Regions from separate parts of the Mus musculus genome. Here region 1 is linked to region 2. The links are chromatin contacts, called in public Hi-C maps. All regions are on one chromosome and are shown on one strand. Each heading gives the region's core, a stretch centred on a gene start, on an enhancer-like site or on the middle of the called end of the contact. The rest is flanking DNA. Distances are from core to core; before and after follow the strand shown. Region 1 overlaps Exoc5 (exocyst complex component 5). Region 2 has its middle 74 kb from the start of Tmem260.

What was found. Hi-C and Micro-C count contacts between places; a contact is called where the count stands out from the background.
Region 1: a Hi-C map of bone marrow-derived macrophages shows a contact between it and region 2, with 13 read pairs. The contact joins two enhancer-like sites. A contact is called at or near these places in 10 of 39 promoter capture datasets (the 3T3-L1 cell line, cranial neural crest, embryonic stem cells and 6 more), 2 of 15 datasets of contacts at CTCF or cohesin (large pre-B cells and pro-B cells), 21 of 484 Hi-C or Micro-C datasets (the AML12 cell line, B cells, the Ba/F3 cell line and 15 more) and 3 of 115 datasets of contacts at active chromatin or transcription factors (embryonic stem cells, epiblast stem cells and memory CD8 T cells).

The regions. Positions count from the first base shown.
Region 1 is chr14:49,018,671-49,021,589 of GRCm38.p6, reverse strand. Exoc5 (exocyst complex component 5) reads left to right here. Exons shown (of 18, transcript NM_207214.3): 14 at 2,068-2,188. Among named protein-coding and RNA genes, the nearest start is that of Gm23470, 18 kb to the right of the region's middle. Within about 2 kb of position 1,634, at least 6 of the 459 cell types and tissues checked have an H3K27ac peak or open chromatin away from gene starts, as enhancers often do. A contact at or near this core is called in bone marrow-derived macrophages, where this site is marked.
Region 2 is chr14:48,370,599-48,373,389 of GRCm38.p6, reverse strand. No RefSeq gene overlaps it. Among named protein-coding and RNA genes, the nearest start is that of Tmem260, 74 kb to the left of the region's middle. Within about 2 kb of position 1,404, at least 16 of the 459 cell types and tissues checked have an H3K27ac peak or open chromatin away from gene starts, as enhancers often do. A contact at or near this core is called in bone marrow-derived macrophages, where this site is marked.

The DNA.
Region 1 (2,919 bases), core at 385-2,884, 650 kb before region 2:
AGATAAAGGATAGAAAATACTAACGGGGAGGCAGGGTAAAGGATTTACAGACAGAATTTTTTTCTTTTTCCTTATTTATCATTTATTTTGTGTGTGTTCACGCATGTAGAGGTCAGAGGACAACTTGCAGGAGTTGGTTCTCTTTTTCCACCATGTTTGTTCCAGGGATCGAACTCAGGTGGTCAGGCTTGGCAGCAGGCACCTTTACCCACTGAGCCATCTCGCCAGCCTCCCAAAAGCTTTTTATGAAAGGGTAGTCAGAGAAGGCTTCTGAGAAGACACATGAACCAGAGAACTCAATAAAGTGGTGAGTAAACTGAATATTTGGAGTAAGAATAATCTAAGTAGAGACAACAGCATATTAGGAATATATAGGAATCTCAGTTGTTTAGTCCCTCCTACCCTCCAGCATTATACTCTAGCCTGTAGAAAGCATATACAGTTCAGAAAGTTTCTATTGGCTGTGTAAAATACCAGCCTAGAAACCTTTAATAATGAACCAGACTTAGCTATAGACCAGTCACTAACTTAACTCTATTACCCTTCATAAGCAACCATGTCTTTTAGTGAATTTTAACTTAATTAGAGTAGACTGTTGACATTAATTATTTAAATTGTGCTGGTAGAAAATGACTTAGTGTAGTCATTTGTATTAGAATAATTTAAATATTTTAAGATGTGATTACAGAATAAGATGATGAGTAAGAATAAGGGCCAGTAAAATGGTTCAGCAGTAAAAGGCACTTGCTGCCAAGCCTGACAACTTGAGTTCAGTATCCAGATCCCATGGTGGAAGGAGATAACTGACTCTTGAATGTTGTCCTCTGACTAACACACATACATAACTAAAATCAATTTGTTCATTAGAAATTACAAGATAACAAGGAGTAAGGTATGAAGAATTTATTGTTCATTTAGAATGGAAACTTTCCTATTGATTTCAATAGCAGTATTTGAAATGTTTAGGAAAATTTCATTTGGACAGGGAATATTTCTCATATCTATGAGCATGTTCAATGCAGTTAGTGTTCATGGTCATTGTCCTAATGACCACATACAATTCTGCCAGGTAATAAGACATACTGGAGTAGCATTGTAGACCTTTCTTTTTACTGAAATTATTGTCTTTAGGTAAAGTCCCAAGTCAAAGCACACTATGCATATATATTTTAAAATAATTTTCATTAATGTACTTTTTTCCTAAGGAGCTTATTCCGTACAACTTACATTGCTTCTAGCCTGTATGTATATATAGGTTTTTATGTATGTTAGTACATAGTTTTCCATTTTTTTCACATATTATTAGTTAAATACATCCACTAATACTGCCTTAATTTCCATGTTTTATGGTGATTAGTATTTTCTACATGTGCTTCAGTTTTTTTAATTGTATGTTTGTGTTGGCACCTTTAATTTTCCTACCAACAATTGTATTTTTTGTACAAAACATCTTTGTTTTCCATTTGTAAAGCTACTCTAGGTAGTAAGAACTCTAGGCAGTAAGTTATATATTATCATTAGCTGTGGGTGGTTTTCTTAGACTTCTCTTAATTTTACATAGAAACACTGGCATCTCGAGCTAAAAAGAGGAAGGATCCTTGAGTCCGTGTATTTCTCTTTATGAAAGGAGGAAGTGGATCTAGAGCGGGTTTCAGCTCCATCTTTTGGTGTCAGAATGTTGTTGACAAGCACAGAGCATTAGGAGATGTTGTGGAAACACGCCTCTGGGTGATGAGGGTCTGAATAGTTCTGAGGACGGGGTGGAGAACATGATGAGCACAGTGTGTAGTTGTGGTAGGAGGTTTGGGGACAGAAGGAGAAGGCAGAGCCCAGGCACGTTGTTAATTGATTCATTTTCCATTTTATCTAAACAAATCATGAAGATGATTAACTTTGGGGTATAAAAATAGCTTTGGATAAATCTCATTAAGCTGTTTAATCTATAGAATTGTTGCTGATTTGTTACATGACAGTTAATTTTATTCATGTGGTATATATAAATATTTTTTTTCTTTTGCTCAGTTTTTTTAAAGGTTGTTCCCACTTACCTATGCCTTCCGATTTTAGGAATCCCATCATCAGATTCTAGGAATGCAAATCTCTACTTTTTGGATGTTGTACAACAGGCCAATACTATTTTTCATCTTTTTGACAAACAGTTTAATGATCACCTAATGCCACTAATAAGGTTAGTTGCATTGTCATATTTTCATTGGTATTTAATGACTACTATATTTTTATTACTATTTTTAAATAATACATCTTCATATAAGCATCAAATAGGACAGGAGGTTTGAAATAAAAATCTTTTCTTTCTTTCTTGAATTCTTGTTTTCTCTTTTCACTGTGCTGTTAATTTTGATATATTTGAAAAGTTTTAACTATCATGAACCAAAATCTGAAATCTAATGTGGAAAGGGCCTTCCAGCTTAGAGCAGTTCAGCTGTTTGCATCCTTTGGAAGGCAAAGCAGATAACAGGCAGGGTGGTATATGTAGTCTTATCTACTCAGGAGGCTGAGGCAGGAGGATCTCATGTTTGAGGCAGTCTAGTCAACATAATGATTTCAAAGTCAGCTTGGATAACTAAGATGCAATCTCACACAGCGGTTTTATGTTTGCTTGTTTGTCTCTGTCCTTCTGCACCTGCATAAGGCATTCTTCTGATTTGTTTAATAAAGAGCTGATGGCCTATAGTTGAGGCAGGAGAGGAAAGGCCAGTTTCAGGCAGAGGAAGGACCTCTGGGGAAAGGAGATAGGCAGGAGATTGGCCAGCCAGACACAGATGAAGTCAGATGTATTGGAACTGAGTGAAAGGTAATGGACCACATTGTAAACATGGACTAGACTAAATGGTTAAGTTATGCAAGCAAATCAGGAGGTAGTCAGCTAAGGCCTAAGCTTTAATAAATAATAAGTAC
Region 2 (2,791 bases), core at 155-2,654:
TGTGCTTTGTCATGGTAAAGAAAAACTTTTCTCTCCTGCCAAGACCAAGTGGTCTACTTGGTCCACTCTCTGAGATCACATGCATTAGATTTCAAAGTTGCCAATTTACTTCAATATAAAAATGATTGTGGGTGCAGAAACTGACAAGCTAATTCTAAAGTTCATATGGAAATACAAGGAACTCAGCAGAGACAAGATAATCTCTAATAAGAAGACCATGGGCTGGAGAGATGGCTCTGGGGCTAAGAACTCTGCTGTTCTTGCCTAGGACCTAAATTAAGTTCCCAGCACCCACATCAGGCAGCTCACAACTGCCTGTGATCTCAGATCCAGGGGATCAAGTGTCCTCCTGCGGCCTCTACAGGTACCCAACAAACTCACAAATAAAAATAAAAAAGTAAGAACACAGTTAGACAATGTAGACTTCCCAACGGCAAATTGATCACAGAGCTTTGGTAATTAAATGGAGACTGTGGTGCAGGTGTGAGCACAGGCTTATAGATCGTGGCGGTCAGTTTTATATGCCACCCTGGCGAGACTTCTGATATTGTCAGACACTAACCTAAGCGGTGTTATGGATTTGTTTTGTAGATGTCATTAAAGTGTATGACCAATTGAATTAAAGCAAAGACGAGCACCATAGGCTATCGGAGGGCTTGAATCAGTCATCCGAAGGGAGACTCAAAGCTCCCTTGAAGAGGAAGAAATTCTTCCTGTTAACAGTAGCTTGACATCTGCGTTAGGGCTGTCGTCTGTCCTTCCAGACAATTTTGACTTTACTACAATTTTGCAAGCCAATCCCGTTTATATATGTTAATTCTCCCCCCTCCTTACTCCCCTTCTCTCTGTGTGTGATTTCTCCCTTAGGTCTGTTTTCTGACTAAGACAAGACTAATAGAATGGCACCAAGAACAGAGCCTGCGAGCAGATCATCATATTCTTACATCTGTGACCTCCAGCTGATTTCTGACAGGTATACGAGGAAAGACTGTTTTCAACATGACATAAATATGCCAAAGACTGGGGTTGTACCTCTGCTGCACACTGACATACAGAAGTCAATCAGAGGGATCAGGACACGCATGTAAAAGCTAAAACTATACAGTCTGAAGAGAAAACACGGAGGTAACTGTGGCCTTGGGTTGAGCAATGGTTCCTTATATAGGAAGCTAAAGTATAAGTCACAGATAGGACATGGTAGTTCATGGGGTGGGGGAGGCTTCCCCCAGAGAATGGGAGAGCATATTTTCAATCTATTATCTATCTTCCAATAGAGCTTTATCGTCCACACCATGTAAAAGGTGGCTATAAGCCAAGCACTTCTCTGAAAGCTGTACTCTCTAGCACCAACACTGCATGTTCTCTGTGCTCGGTCCAGCACCACCTACAGTGTGTAGCCCAGCTCTGCAGTTCTCACCGGCTTCATTCACAGCTGTTAATCCACATTATGTGCCAGGCTCCATGCTCACTCTTGTGGTGAACAAAGACAAAACCCAAACAGCTACAGAGCAGCATGATGTGTGCCAGAGTGGACTTGTCTGTGAGAACAGGGGTGGCCCAACAGACATGCCCGCGACATGGAGCTGGCCAAGAATGGCTTAGTGAGGATCACTTTAGTCAAAGCTTAAGGCTAGGCAGGAATCTATGATTCTCTCTGTCACTGTCTCTGTCTCTCTCTGTCTCTCTTTGTCAATCTCTGTCTCTCTCTGTCAATCTCTGTCTCTCTCTGTCTCTGTCTCTCTCTGTCTCTCTGTCTCTGTCTCTGTCTCTCTCTCTCGTGTGTGTGTGTGTGTGTGTGTGTGTGTGTGTGTGTGTGTGTGTAGGAGAACTTGACTCAGAAGAAGCTAGGGACAGGCGTCCAGGTGTCACATCTGCAGAGTGCTGGAGCTGGTGCCATTTCCATTGTAAGCCAGCTGAGAATCACTAGTTCCAGGGCTCCCAAGAAACAGCAGAGGGTTGAAGCAGATACTGTTAAGAGCTCCCTTCCTTGGACTGAATGGAAACCTGTTCTGTTATAGTTTGTAACAAACAGACTGCACTTGGCAATGAGTCCTGGCCTTTCTATCCATCATGATGATTCTCTTGCTGTTAAGCAGACATTTTCTGAGTGTCCCTTAAAGCTAACAGTGGCCGAATGGTCTTTAGCAGGAAGGTTTCTCCTCTACTGATGAAAGAGAGAAGTGGCTGGCACTGGCTTCCCCTTTCCTCCTGTCTCTTGACCTTGAACATGATTTTCTAGAAATACCACAAAATAAACAACTGAACAAAACAACATGAAACACTGAGAGCCAATATGGTAAGAAGGCAGGACAGAAAAGATAGAACTTTTCTGGTGTCTTCGGTACATCACAGAGCACATGTCAAAAACACAAAACACACTCATGGAGAACTTCCCTCCATGCAATAACTTGAGTTATATCTGAAGCTGTCCTAGCAGGCATGGCTGTATGGCACAGAACACTTCCAGCCAAACGCAGAGCAGGGGCTTCTCTTCTCGTCCTCAGAACTCATTCGTCCTCAGCCGTTCTCAATCTACTACACACATTTCATCCGAACTCCTGGAAAATCCCACACCACAAGAGTCAGCATGTCATTCTACAGAATGAAACAAATGAGCAAACAAACGAACTTGAATAACACCATTAAATAAGAAACTTACTTAAAGTATCTCCATTGGTTATTCTGGAATAAACTGTCTCCTGGACTTATCCCTAGTGGCTGTTTTGAAAACCTAAGGCCTTTATTATTTTCTGAAAGCATTAAAAAAAAAAAGATATCTGCCCTGTTAGTG